2 separate regions of the Gossypium hirsutum genome follow, and region 2 is linked to region 1. A link is a contact called in public Hi-C data. All regions are on one chromosome and are shown on one strand. Each heading gives the region's core, a stretch centred on a gene start, on an enhancer-like site or on the middle of the called end of the contact. The rest is flanking DNA. Distances are from core to core; before and after follow the strand shown.

What was found. Hi-C and Micro-C count contacts between places; a contact is called where the count stands out from the background.
Region 2: a contact with region 1 is called in a Hi-C map of leaf, with 2.0 times the contacts expected there. The contact joins the enhancer-like site here to the promoter of LOC107900765 in region 1. A contact is called at or near these places in 12 of 34 Hi-C or Micro-C datasets (callus, hypocotyl, leaf and 1 more).

What each region holds. Positions count from the first base shown.
Region 1 is chrD08:53,359,036-53,365,671 of Gossypium_hirsutum_v2.1, reverse strand. It overlaps LOC107900765 (notchless protein homolog), which reads left to right and starts at 1,765. Exons shown (of 13, transcript XM_016826468.2): 1 at 1,765-2,146; 2 at 2,424-2,505; 3 at 2,629-2,718; 4 at 3,035-3,160; 5 at 3,364-3,491; 6 at 3,677-3,876; 7 at 4,080-4,143; 8 at 4,285-4,395; 9 at 4,479-4,616; 10 at 4,717-4,859; 11 at 4,943-4,997; 12 at 5,458-5,514; 13 at 5,615-6,013. The coding sequence starts at 1,994. The coding sequence ends at 5,698.
Region 2 is chrD08:53,412,552-53,419,338 of Gossypium_hirsutum_v2.1, reverse strand. LOC107900761 reads left to right here. Exons shown (of 2, transcript XM_016826464.2): 2 at 1,289-2,003. The coding sequence starts at 1,358. The coding sequence ends at 1,897. It overlaps LOC107900762 (a long non-coding RNA gene), which reads right to left and starts at 332. Exons shown (of 2, transcript XR_001685029.2): 1 at 1-332. Within about 2 kb of position 4,353, at least 6 of the 9 cell types and tissues checked have an H3K27ac peak or open chromatin away from gene starts, as enhancers often do. A contact at or near this core is called in hypocotyl and leaf, where this site is marked.

The DNA.
Region 1 (6,636 bases), core at 516-3,015:
AGTCATTTCTATCTTGCAAGTTGCCAAGCAACCAACCGTCATTCCAAATTAAGATGCAATGACACCACCCAACTTTCCATCTCAATCCTACTTTCATAAAGCCTTAAGCACTCCAAATACTTCTCCAAATGAGAGAAGGGTTTGTCCCTAAACTTGCTCTCATGAAATCTGTAGATTGATAATATTTAGATCTAGTCGCTCTTGTTACCAATGAAGTGGGGTTGAACAAAAGCCTCCATCCATGATCTGCTAACAATACTATATTGAACTTGGCCATATCACAAAAGGCAAGTTCACCATTTGCCTTGGACTCGCATAACTCCGACCAAGCCAAGTCCGTCATTTGCGTTTAGACTCGCAAACTCTCAACACATTTTCACCAATGAATGCAATGCTCTACTTAAAAGTTTTTTGTCACCAAAACTAGGGGTGAGAGTGATAACAGCTAAATTTGATTAGATTTTAATCATCTATCATAATTACGTTTAATTTGGTTATTGTTTTTTTTAATTTTATTTTATTTTGACAAAATAATTTTTTTTACCCTTGTTGGGATATTATTTGATAAAATTTCAAAGTTTTTTTTTTAAAATATTTCTAAACAAATCAAGTAAATAAAAATAATCATTAAAATTTATATGGTTGTTTTAAATATATATATTTATATAGAACTTTTAAGTTTCTTTCACTATTTTATATAAAATATTAATTTTTACATCATAAAAATTAATTAAATAAAAAACAATTGGTTTAGTTGAAATAACATAGTTATTAGATTAGGTGAATTTTCAATTTCTCAAATTTTATTGTCATCCTAATTAAAACTAACTAATAACATAATTACAACATAATGAATTAGGGATTAGGAAGCATGTCATACTAGAGGTGATCATGGGTCGGGAGGCCCGGTCCGGCCCGACGGCCCGTCCGAAATATGGGAGGGTTCAGGTAAAAATATAGGCCCGAAATATGAGTTTGGGCAAAAAAAGGCCCGTTTAGAAAATGGGCCGGGCCTCGGGCACCACTTCTTTGACCCAGGCCGAATATAATAAATATATATTTTTTATTTTTAAAATATTTTTAAAATACTTTTAAAATACTTTTTTTATTTTTTTATTTTTAAAATAATTTTTTTGTATTTATTAAAAAATTAGACCGGGCCGGGCCGAGCTCGGACTTAGGAATTTTTCCTGAGCCGGGCCTGGACAAAATTTTAGGCCTATATTTTGGGCCAGATGGGCCCAGGCCTAGGATGCGGACCAAATTTTTTTCTGGATCAACCCGACCCGACCCATAATCACCTCCATGTCATACCTATAACTTATCTGTGAAACCTCAGAATGCAACCCTTTTATTCTAACCCATTATCGACTACCGTCAGTAAATCAGGTCTATTGGTACTTGGAACTTATAGAATGCGAGACATTTCCTCTTATTATCAGAATTAACTCATCCACCAAAGACTCCTTCATTATCACAGTTGTTTTCGTTGTTTACAAAAAACTTGATGTGTCTTGCTCTCACCTGATTCTACCTCTCTTCCCGGTTTGCCCCTTCGAAATGCTCACTATAAACGAAAACAACAAGTATGGGCTCAACACGTCACCCTGTCGTAATCCGATGAACGATTGGGTTGGGCCTTAATATAATCAACACCAGATCACATGGCAGACTGTCCATTAGCAATGATGTGATGAGTGATGATGACAATTAAATTACTCAATCAAAGTTGAAAAAAGCATCATTTCAAGAGTTCTATTGAAGGGCAAATGATGTGGCCACATAGGTAAGCCGCATCCATTTCCAGTGAATCTCATCACAACCTACCACCGCCCCTTTAAACCTCCGACAGTAAAACCCTTAACCCTAAATTTTCCCAATCTCCATTTCCAATTCGGTAGTAACCAAAACCCCTAAATCTTCTTAAAACCACCTAGTCCCCTTCCGAAGCCCCCATTTTCATCACAACAGCAAACAGAAGGAAAAAGAGAAAATGGAGGTGGAAACAGAGCAAGGAGAGACGGGGAAAAGCGTTATGTGCGTATTAACAGACCCGGAAGGGACCACCCTGGGAGGCACCATGTACCTTCCCCAGAACGTCGGTCCTATTCAGCTTCAACAGATCGTCAATACTCTCCTAAAAAATGTAACCTCTTTATATTGTCTGCTTCAGTGCTTGATATTTGGTTCTAACTGGTTCCAAGTTAATTTTTGATTTTTCGTTTAATTTACGTGTGATGCATTGTATTCAAAGTTTCATGCAATTTCTTTTATATTTGTCTTTGAATTATTTAGAATTGATTTTTTTTTATCATTCTTTATGCCTGTTTTTCTTTCCAAAGTGATTTAATTTGTCATGATAATAAAATGCTTCTAGAGCTGCGAGAGTGATGAACTTTGCTATTTGGGTTTCCTTTCTTCAGGAGGAGAAGTTACCGTATGCATTTTATATATCTAATCAAGAGCTTCTTGTGCCGCTTGGAAATTACTTGGAGAAGAATAAAGGTCAGTTTGCGAGCTGATGAAAGTGAATGTGTGACAGTGTTGCTTCCACTACTTGATTCTTTTACATTTCTCATTATCCTTAACCTATTATTGTCTGGTTAATTTGGATCATCAACTTTTCAGTTTCCATGGAGAAAACACTGTCGATAGTTTATCAACCGCAGGCAGTTTTCAGGATTCGTCCGGTTAATCGGTGTTCAGCTACAATTGCTGGTATGAGATTGATATATATTTGCTATCAAAACTTTATCAAACGAATGTTGAAATCATGGGTTTGCATGCTCAAGAAAGAAACAAGTTGCTTGTTGTGTCTTGCGTGGGCTCTTGATGTGATGATATCATCAAACTTCAAAGAAATTATTTTTTTCTGATTCAGGCTCAGCTAATTTTCCTGTCTAAAAAGCAGTTCCGTTTAACTTATTCATATTTTTCTTTATATGGATGAATTAGGTATAAAATGTTTACTAGCATTCCTTTAGCGTAATTGGATTGGTTATCCTTAATCTTTGTTGTTGCTTTGTCACAATAGGTCATACTGAAGCAGTACTTTCTGTTGCGTTTAGTCCTGATGGACGACAGTTGGCAAGTGGCTCAGGTGATACCACTGTCCGACTATGGGACCTAAATACCCAGACACCAATGTTTACATGCACAGGTTAGAAAATTCATATTTGATACTGTTTTCTTAGTCAGCTTGACTGTAAAGTTGTTTGAACACCAGAGAACTATTTACTCGTACAAATGGAATTGGAAAAATGGATGCCATGTAACATGAAGTTCATGCTATTGCAATTCTTTGCACTCATTGTATTTCTTTGCTTTATGATAATCATTTGTCTTCTGATTTTTTTTTTTCAGGACATAAAAACTGGGTTCTCTGTATCGCATGGTCTCCTGATGGTAAACATCTTGTCAGTGGCAGCAAGTCTGGGGAACTACAATGTTGGGACCCACAAACAGGGAAGCCTGCTGGCAATCCACTGACTGTAAAGTCTTTACTCTTGAATAACTACATTATTTTTTTAATAATTCGGTATGGTTTCTTGACCTCTTTAAACTGAAACTCTATCGCATGGATTTGGTAAAAAAGCAATGTAATAATAATTTCTTTGTGTTTATTCTATTGTCTTACTCATATAAACATGTTGCTAATACATGGATTCCGCTATAGGGCCACAAGAAATGGATCACCGGTATCTCATGGGAACCTGTACATCTAAATGCTCCGTGCCGTCGCTTTGTAAGTGCGAGCAAAGATGGTGATGCCCGCATATGGGATATTTCCTTAAAGAAATGTGTTATTTGTCTCAGTGGCCACACACTTGCTGTAACTTGTGTGAAGTGGGGTGGAGATGGGGTCATATATACAGGGTACAATTTGTTCTGTTTCTTTGATTCTGATAATATTTTCTGTTGTCATTTCACTCTGTTCCATGAAAGTGGAATCTCTGTTTTCCTTGGGAATGACAGAAATAACAAGCACTTTGTTGATCATCTAGTCATCTTGCCAATTGACAGCCTTATTTAAAGTTCAACTGCTTACTAATGATCTCCTTTTGTCAAACTGGCTGAAGGTCCCAGGATTGTACTATCAAAGTGTGGGAAACTTCACAAGGGAAGCTAATTCGTGAATTGAAGGTGATTTCTTGCATCTTCTAGAAAATTTCTGTCACGTTTATCATTAAACTGCCCATTTTCATGTCTATACATCAAATTGCTACTGTATACACTATGAAATTTCATATTACAGAATTCATTTGCTTTTGCTACTTTTTGTAGGGTCACGGGCATTGGGTTAACTCCCTTGCATTAAGCACAGAATATGTTCTTCGCACTGGAGCTTTTGATCATACTGGTAAACAATATTCATCTCCGGAAGAAATGAAGAAGGTAGTGTTATTTGGTGTCATAATTTCTTCCGTAAAAAATCAATTAAAAGAAATAAAGCAATTAAATTTCCTTATATAATTTAGGTTGCTCTAGAAAGATACAACAAAATGAAAGGTAATGCCCCAGAGAGATTGGTATCAGGATCTGATGACTTTACCATGTTCCTATGGGAACCTGCTGTCAGCAAACACCACAAAGTTCGGATGACCGGTCATCAACAGGTACGACATATGCTGCTGCTAACTCTGTCTGATTGTGAACCAAATTGTTGACTTCTTCATGCTTAGAAGTAAATTCGTACATTCTTTTTGTTGTTTGCAGCTTGTAAACCATGTTTATTTCTCACCTGATGGGCAATGGGTGGCTAGTGCGTCATTTGATAAATCAGTCAAGCTATGGAATGGTACTACTGGAGAATTTGTTGCTGCATTCCGAGGTCATGTTGGGCCTGTTTATCAAATCAGGTTTGAGCTGTTTCTATAGTTTGTTTCCATGTTTCTTGTCTTATGTCTCAGGATTAATAAGTATTTTGCATGTTGTTCTTCAGCTGGTCTGCAGATAGCAGGCTTCTTTTAAGTGGAAGCAAAGACTCCACCTTGAAGGTAACTCCTAGGAATTTTATATCTTTTGCCCCTTTTTTAGCATTCAAAGATAATTAGAAATTGTTGAGATAGTTCATTAGGCATTCTTTTATAAACATACTTGCATACTCTAGTTTTGAGGTAATATAGAAACGAACCACATTAAAGTTAGATTTTCTTTGTCCTTTATGACTCAGTTGAGTGAGTGTTGTTTTGCCATGGCCTCATTTTTAGCATCGTAATCCTTCCACATTCTGCCTCTGCTACATATCTGTCCTTCCTGCCTTACTCTCCCTCAGAGTCCCTCCTCTTCCTTGCACCACCAACCCCAATCTGTAGGCCTCCCTTAAAAATCTTGGTTCTTTCTCTTAATTAGCAAATGTGTATTTTCTATCACTTCAATTAATTATGTTTTGTTTCCTTGATTGGGGGCTTGTATGGAATGCTAGTGGTTTTTAACAAGCATGTTATTCTTGTTAAGGTTTGGGATATTCGAACAAAAAAATTGAAACAAGACCTTCCAGGCCACGCGGATGAGGTAAGTTCCCTTGCTGGCAATAGCAAAGCCAAAAAATCATTGATATAGGTTTGCTGACGTATTGGTGACTAATCTTCATCCTCGTTATACTTTTGGAAAGGTTTTTGCTGTTGATTGGAGTCCAGACGGTGAGAAAGTTGCCTCAGGCGGTAAGGATAGGGTGTTGAAGTTGTGGATGGGCTAGAAGCCTACAGATAAATGGAGCCTAAAGAGCATATCCCATCAAGTTGAAATATAAACATGTGGCGTTTGCATCAATGGCAACACCATATATTTATCTGATACGATCAGTGATACGTGCAACTGCAATGAACCAGGATTGATTGGTAGGAACCTTTATGTGCGACATTGCAGTTATGCAGCCATTTATCATGGTTTTCAGGATTTCTGGGTGTATATCAATATATACTAGCTGTACGAAACATTGCAAACGGATGTAATATCTTTTTTGAAGTGTAAAATAGCCGATTGCTAAGGTTGGCAATTGACAATTTTTTTATACGGAACCAGGGTAATGGTTGACACTTGCATTAAAGAAAGAGCAAGTTGTTGAGAATGGTGAATACTGAGAAAGAGTTTATCACATATCCAAAAGAGGGAACGCTCAATACTGTAAGGTTAAAAGGAGATCTTTTCTTATATTTTTCCTGTTACTTCTAAAATTCAGAGAGTAGATTACATTAACGGGGAATAAAGAGATCTTTTAATTACTTCCATCTGATAAGCCCTTCAAAATATTCCAACAGCGCAGGTTAGCCAATAATTTTGATACATTTTGTGTAAAACATTTTGACTACAACTGGTAATTGTTTTTGTATAAAAATTATTTCCAACAAAAATTATTATTTTTGAAAGATACCGATTTCAAACAATAAAAGATGTTCTTGAACAATCATTTTAGATAGAAGCTATCTTGAACATAATTCTTAAATAAAACGTTTTAAACTGCAACTATTATCAACATGAATTGTTGTATAGTTGTCCAAAGATAAAATATTAGAATCATGATTTGAGTTTCCTCAAATATCTTTTAAGTACGCTTTAGTGTTATGGGTACGGATCAAAACTCATGACGGATGCACATAAAATAACTTATGGATCTCAATTAATTAAATAAGACCC
Region 2 (6,787 bases), core at 3,104-5,603, 51 kb before region 1:
TTGAGGTTCCAACCTCAAAGAAGGAAAACTATTCTTTCTCAAACAAAACGCAGAGATTCTCCTGGAAAACAAAGGAACGCCACCTTCTTGATTCTTCTTCTGACTATAGTTACAAGTTGTAAATAGATTTGACTTCCCCAAAACTTCAGCCATGCTTAATATTTCTATAATTTTTTTTCTAACAACAGGACCAGAAATTCAAATTCAAAATTAAAACTCTAAGCTTTATTCCCGAACGGAAATTAAAATACCGAATATGAAAATGAAGCGTTTTAAGCAAAAGTTGCTTCTTTTATCTTTCTTTTTCTTTGTTGAGTAACATTGTCGGTTCTGTTAGTTATTTTAATATTATACCTATATATAAGACTAATGTCTATATTCTGCTATTATTATTAATTAATGGTGGGAGAGTGTATCAAAATGGAGTCACCCATAATATGTTTCAAAATTTTCTTAATACAAATTATGAACATATTGAAATACAAAGGCACAAGTATAAACAAGAGGAGGAAAATTGTGGGTTTTTAACTTTATAATATTGTTTACCCACGGAAATAAAAGAGAAAAAAAAGTAATAAGGTTTTTGAGTATGGAAAAGGGCATGAATTTGTATGGTCTTGGTGGAAGATATTTAACCAGATTCCACATGGATCAATCTACTTTTATAATATTTTTTAAATAGTTAATTGATACAAAAATAGATGTTTCCCTTAGAATAAGGACATACATATCTTTTATTGTTATTTGTTCATGCATATAGTTAAAATTTTGATACATATGTAAACAAATATACTTATGTGACATTTGATTTTCTTGATTGCTTTACTGGCTGAAACGAATCTGTTCGTATACACAATAGATGAGTACTTCGGCGGTTGAAGTTAGTGATGAAAAAGTGAAAGCAATGTAGGATAAGAGATTGACTGAAATATTTTGTGATATTTGTATTAAAGAGATATTGAAAGGCAATAGGCCTGGTACTCATTTCACAAAAGATGGATGGTTGAAAATAATGACCACCTTTGAGAAAGAAACGGGCAAGGGTTTTTCACAAAGACAACTTAAAAATAGGTGGGATGCCTTAAAAAAAGAATGGAAAGCTTGGAATAAACTTAAAGGCGAAGATACTGGTCTAGGGTGGAATACTATAAAAAGAACTGTTGATGCTTCGGATGATTGGTGGGAGAGTAGGCTCTAGGTACATTAATAATTCTGAATATTTATTACTTTTTCCTTATTTATGAGGTTATTGATAATTACTATTATTAAACTATCATTTTATATGTAGGTTGTGCCTGAAGCTAAAAAATTTAGAACATCGAGCATTGATCCTGAATTCGAAGCGAAGTTGGATCAAATGTTCATGGGAATAGTTGCAACAGGTGATAAAGCATGGGCACCTTCTTCTGGTACACTCCGTAGTGATTTTTTTGAGGATGTTAACAACGAAATACCTGAAGAGAATGAAGAAGAAAATATGAGAAATGATGTTCACATTTTAAATGATGTTCACATCTCAAATGATGTTCAAGTAGATGGAAACAGTCAAAAAAGAAAAAACCCTGAGATATCAAGTTCACATTTTAAAACTGGAAGAAAGAAATCCTCAAAGCAAATTGGAGGGGCTGCAAGATTGTCTAGTCAAATAGAAAAATTATGCAGTGCAACTGACAATATGAGTCAAGCCACATCTAGTTTGACTCCTGTTATGGATCCATATGGTATTCCACTAGCAGTCAAAATGCTTGACAGCATGTCGAAAGAAGTTCCAGAAGCTAGTCCGCTGTACTTTTTCGCACTTAAATTACTGCTCTATAAGGACAAGCGAATTATGTTTTTATCAATTAATCCCAAGATTAGAGCTTTATGGCTTAAGACAGAAATGGAGGATAGTTGAAAATTTTCTGATCTTCTAGGGTTCAAAGATATCTATTATGTGACTAGCTGACAATGCTAAACTAGTTTTATCAATAGTTATTTATGTTTGGTTTTTGGATATTGAATTTATGTTCTACTTATTTATGTGTAATCTAGTTTTATTAATATTTGTTTATGTTTGGTCTTTAGATATTGAATTTATGTTCTACTTATTTTTACTAAATTAGTTTTATCAATAGTTGTTTATATATAATTTTACAAAGTAAATTTATTCACAGGTGATGAGTATAGTTGACGATTACAGCGGTGATGATGAAAGGGAAAAAAAAAATTTTACAACGCATAGAATGTTTTAACTGATTATTTGTTGTTGCATCTTCTTCCGTGCAATTATATTACGAGAAGTATATATTGAGCCAACCATACATGGATTTAAAACAGTCAGGTGAGATATGGATCCGAGAGATCCTTGACGGTCACGAATCACGTTGAATGATTAATTTTAGGATGTCTAAAATGGTATTCACAAGTTTGTTGAGAGTTTTGGAGACAAGATACAACTTGCAAACTTCAAGAAACATATCTTCTAGTGAAATGTTGGGAATTTTTTTATACATCTTGGGCACCGGTGCAAAAGTTTCCCAATGTCGAGAAAAATTTCAAAGGTCTGGATTAACAATAAGTCGACACTTTGCAGTTGTGCTTGAGAAAGTTTCAAGGATGGCCACTGATCTAATTGCACCTGAAAATCCTTTTTTTAGCTCAATACCCGAACAAATACGTAAAGATTCTAGATATATGTCGCATTTTAAGGTTAAAATTTAATTTTATATTATTATAGTTTGATATATTTGGTCAACTAAAAATATGTGCAATTGATGGTACTCACATTGCGGCTATTCTTCCATCAAATGAACAAATTCCCTATATTGGAAGAAAATGTATCCGACTCAAAATGTTATGGCAATAAGTGATTTTAATATGTGTTTCACATTTGTCATGGCTGGATGAAAAGGATCGGCACATGACACTAGAATATTTCTTGATGCAACAAATGGTTAGATATTTTATTTATATGTGATTTTTTAAATAATAAAGTATAAGTTCTTTAATTGATAATTTTTATAAAAAAAATCTTGAATTAATTGTTTGGTATATTATGATTTGTAGGAAAATATTATCTTGTTGATTCTGGATATCCTCAAATGAAAGGTTATCTTGGACCATATAGAGGTCAGCAATATCATTTACTTAACTTTCGTAGGGGTAGATCGATATATGGTAAAGAAGAGATATTCAATCATTCACATTCATCATTACGTAATGTGATTAAACGAACTTTTGGTGTTTTGAAAAAAAAAGGGTCATTTTAAGGGATATGCCAAGTTATAGTTTTGAAAAGCAAACGATGATCGTTGTTACTACAATGATGATACACAATTTTATCCGAAAACATGTCGGTCGAAATGATGCAGATTTTTTGGAATACGAAGATATTAACTGGGCATATGAGAATATTATTGATTTAGAAAATGCACATGGTCGAGAAAATAATGATGATGACGACAATGATGATGATAGTGATTATGACGATGAATCAAAAAATTTAAGTGGTTTTGAAATGGAATTAACAAGAGATGCTATAGCTTCTAGTTTAATGAATTCACTTTAAATTGTAAACGTTATTGTAAAATTTTTAGCATTTATAATTGGTATATAAATATTATCCCTTTTTAAAACTTTAATCCAAATATATGTAATATTTTAATTTGTTAGGTTTATGTTTTCTATGTTATGTTAATATCTAATATGAGTTATATATTCAAATACATTTTAAAATAAAATAATACAAATATGTTAAAAGCATTAATTAAAAATAAAAAATAATTTTTATAATAATTCAATTGTGTCAATATCTAATTACAAATGTTTAATTATTATATTTAAATATAGTTTATATATTCTAATTAAATTTAATAAATAATTAATATTAATTATTTAGAAATATTTAAAATTAATATTATATATTAAAATATTAACAATAAGTTATAATAAATTATTTTTTATATTTTTACTAAAATATCATAATATTAACTAATTTGAACATTATTTAAATACATATTTATTACTTTATAATATAATATCTAAAATGGACATTTTATTCTTTAAAAATATTTTTTGACAACACTACCAAACACTTAAATTTTTCAAAAGTATTTCGTCATTTTCTAGAGCATTTTTCAAAATCAATTTTCAAGGCCCTATCTATTGCTATGAATGAAGGTATTAACAAGTTTCCATTAATAGGTATTTGCTGCATTGCTCGCAAAGCACATTCATGGTAGCGGAAGGACAGAAGGCGGATGCAGGTCGGTCCAGAAGTTGCCGAATTGACAGGTTACAGTGAGACCAAGGCCATGCTGCAGGTCGGGCACAAAACACAGATTTCAGGATAAAAATCCCCTGCCCCTTATTTGTGCCCCTCCAATCATAATTTGACATGTGGGTTATATTAATATCTTATTAATTGTAGAGTTGCCCTTAACAGTAGATTTCTGTTTGTCTACAAAATTGAAGAGCAAAAGAGGTTTCTTTCTCTTGGCCAAAAATTTTATTTTCAAACTTTTTTATTTCTGGATTTCTTTGGTTGGTTTGACACGTCATCTTGTACCCAACCATTATGTTCAAGTTTTGGTATTTTTCTGTAAAATGATGCCTTTTGATGGAGAACTAATTGACCTGTTTTGGTATTGCTGATTTGTAAGCTCAACATGTTTGTTCATAGTTCAAGGCCTAATAATAAAAAAGACTATTCTCTATATGCAGATAGCTTCATTTTCAAACATTTCCAACACTGAACTTGTCTATCAATTTATACTACTATGTTTTAAGCACCTTGAAATTTGCTCTTGGTTTTTGTAATATGTGATATTTATGAGCTTAAAGAGGGCCCATGGCTTGTTGATGTTATTATATCGAGTGGTTTGGATGAGGCGAGAAAGGTTTTTGATTTGATGGTTGTAACATCATCATCAATGGGTATTACAAAAAATTATCAAGTACTAAAACTCTAATGAAATCACTCAAAAGGGACTAGTTCCTCACACTGCTACTTATGGTGGGAGGCAGGCAACATCTCGAATGTACAACTACTCTTTGAGGATTACCTGCTGTGCTCAAATTACAAATTCAACACTTTTGCTTCCCCAAACATAGTCAAATTGATTATGTAATACTCAATTTTAGCTCGAGCTCACATATGGAAACATAATTTTTGAGAATATGCAACCTTAGATATGGTATGTAATCCAAGATATGATATATGCAATCTTAGATATGATATGCAATCTTAGAATATATGATTTTGTAATATTAGAGATTTAATTTGTAGATACCATTTAATCTCAGTCGTTGATGTAACTGATCTGTAACGTTGGATTTGGGGAGGCTCAGCTATAAATAGAGGCCTCTCCCTTCATTGTAAAAAAAAAAAAGAGAAAAGGGAGGGAGGAGAAATAATAAAAAAAAGAACGATTGGCAGTTTTTTAAAGGTGGCTTACTATTTTTTTCGTTCGATTATTTTTTACTTATTTACGATTTTAAAAAAAAGGAGAAGGTGATACCATTTCGAATTTTATTCTATTTTTATTTCGCCCCTCCGCCTTTTAATGTTTTTGTAATTAAGTTTTTTATTTTTTTAATTTACCCTTTTATTTATTTTAAATTCCAATTTAATCCTTTTGAACGCTGCTGTTTTAGAGGAGAAGGGAAAATTTCCCTTCCAGCCCCTCTATGTAACTCGCGCGTTCAAATTAGTCCTTTTACTTTTATTTATTTGTGGATTTACCCCAGATTTTTTAATTGCAATTCAATTTAGTTTTTTATGTTCTTTTTATTTATTTTATTAATTAATAGTGTAATTATTATTTTTATTCTAATTTTTTTATTTATATATATTCCTTTTATATGTACACATATATATATTTTTAAAAACGAATATTTTCTTTTTTTTAAATGAATATTTTCATATATATATATATGTATATATTTACGTTTTTAAGTGATTAAATACTCACCTTTTTTTCCTTTTTTAAAATATACTTATTTTTTTCCTTATTTTCATAAGTATATTATGTGTTGTATTTATATATAAATTCTATAACCTAAAATTTTATTTGTAAATTATATGTATATTTTTAATCTTCATAATTTCCATGTGTACATCTTTTGATCCTTATTTATTTGTTTGCTATCCCATCCATTGTATAATTGTGTTTACATTTAATATTTTGCATGTCATGGATTATCCTTTTTTTATTTCGTTTTATTCATTTGCTTATATTATTTTTATGTCGATGATGTATTTATTATTGTTATTATTATTATAGCATTTATATGTATAAAATCACGTTACATAATTTTTTACTCAAATTTAAAGATAGAAATTTTTTTTAAATTGAGATAATGTTCGTATTTAGGATTTTCAAGGGAATTGAACCCTAACGTATTGGGTTCCGATTTTCTTCGTTAAATCCGACAATCGAGCATTTCTCTTCAATCAAAAAACATAAAAACTCATTATTGGGAATTCAACACGTTGTGTCCTAACGTATTGGATGTGACGCATTGATTTCTCGAAATGAAGATTTTTTTAAAAAATAATAAATGAAATATTCCGAGTTTGGGATTTTAAAGGAATTGTGCCCTAACGTATTGGGTGTGATTTCTTAAATCTTGGATAAGTGGATGTTCTTTTAAAGTAAAGGGAATATTCCGAGTTTGGGATTCTAGAGGAATCGTGCCGTAACGTATTGGGTGTGATTTCTTAAATCTTGGATGAGTGGATGTTCTTTTAAAGTTTTATTGTACAAGTATTTTGGCCCAATTCATTTTGGGGAAAATTAGAATG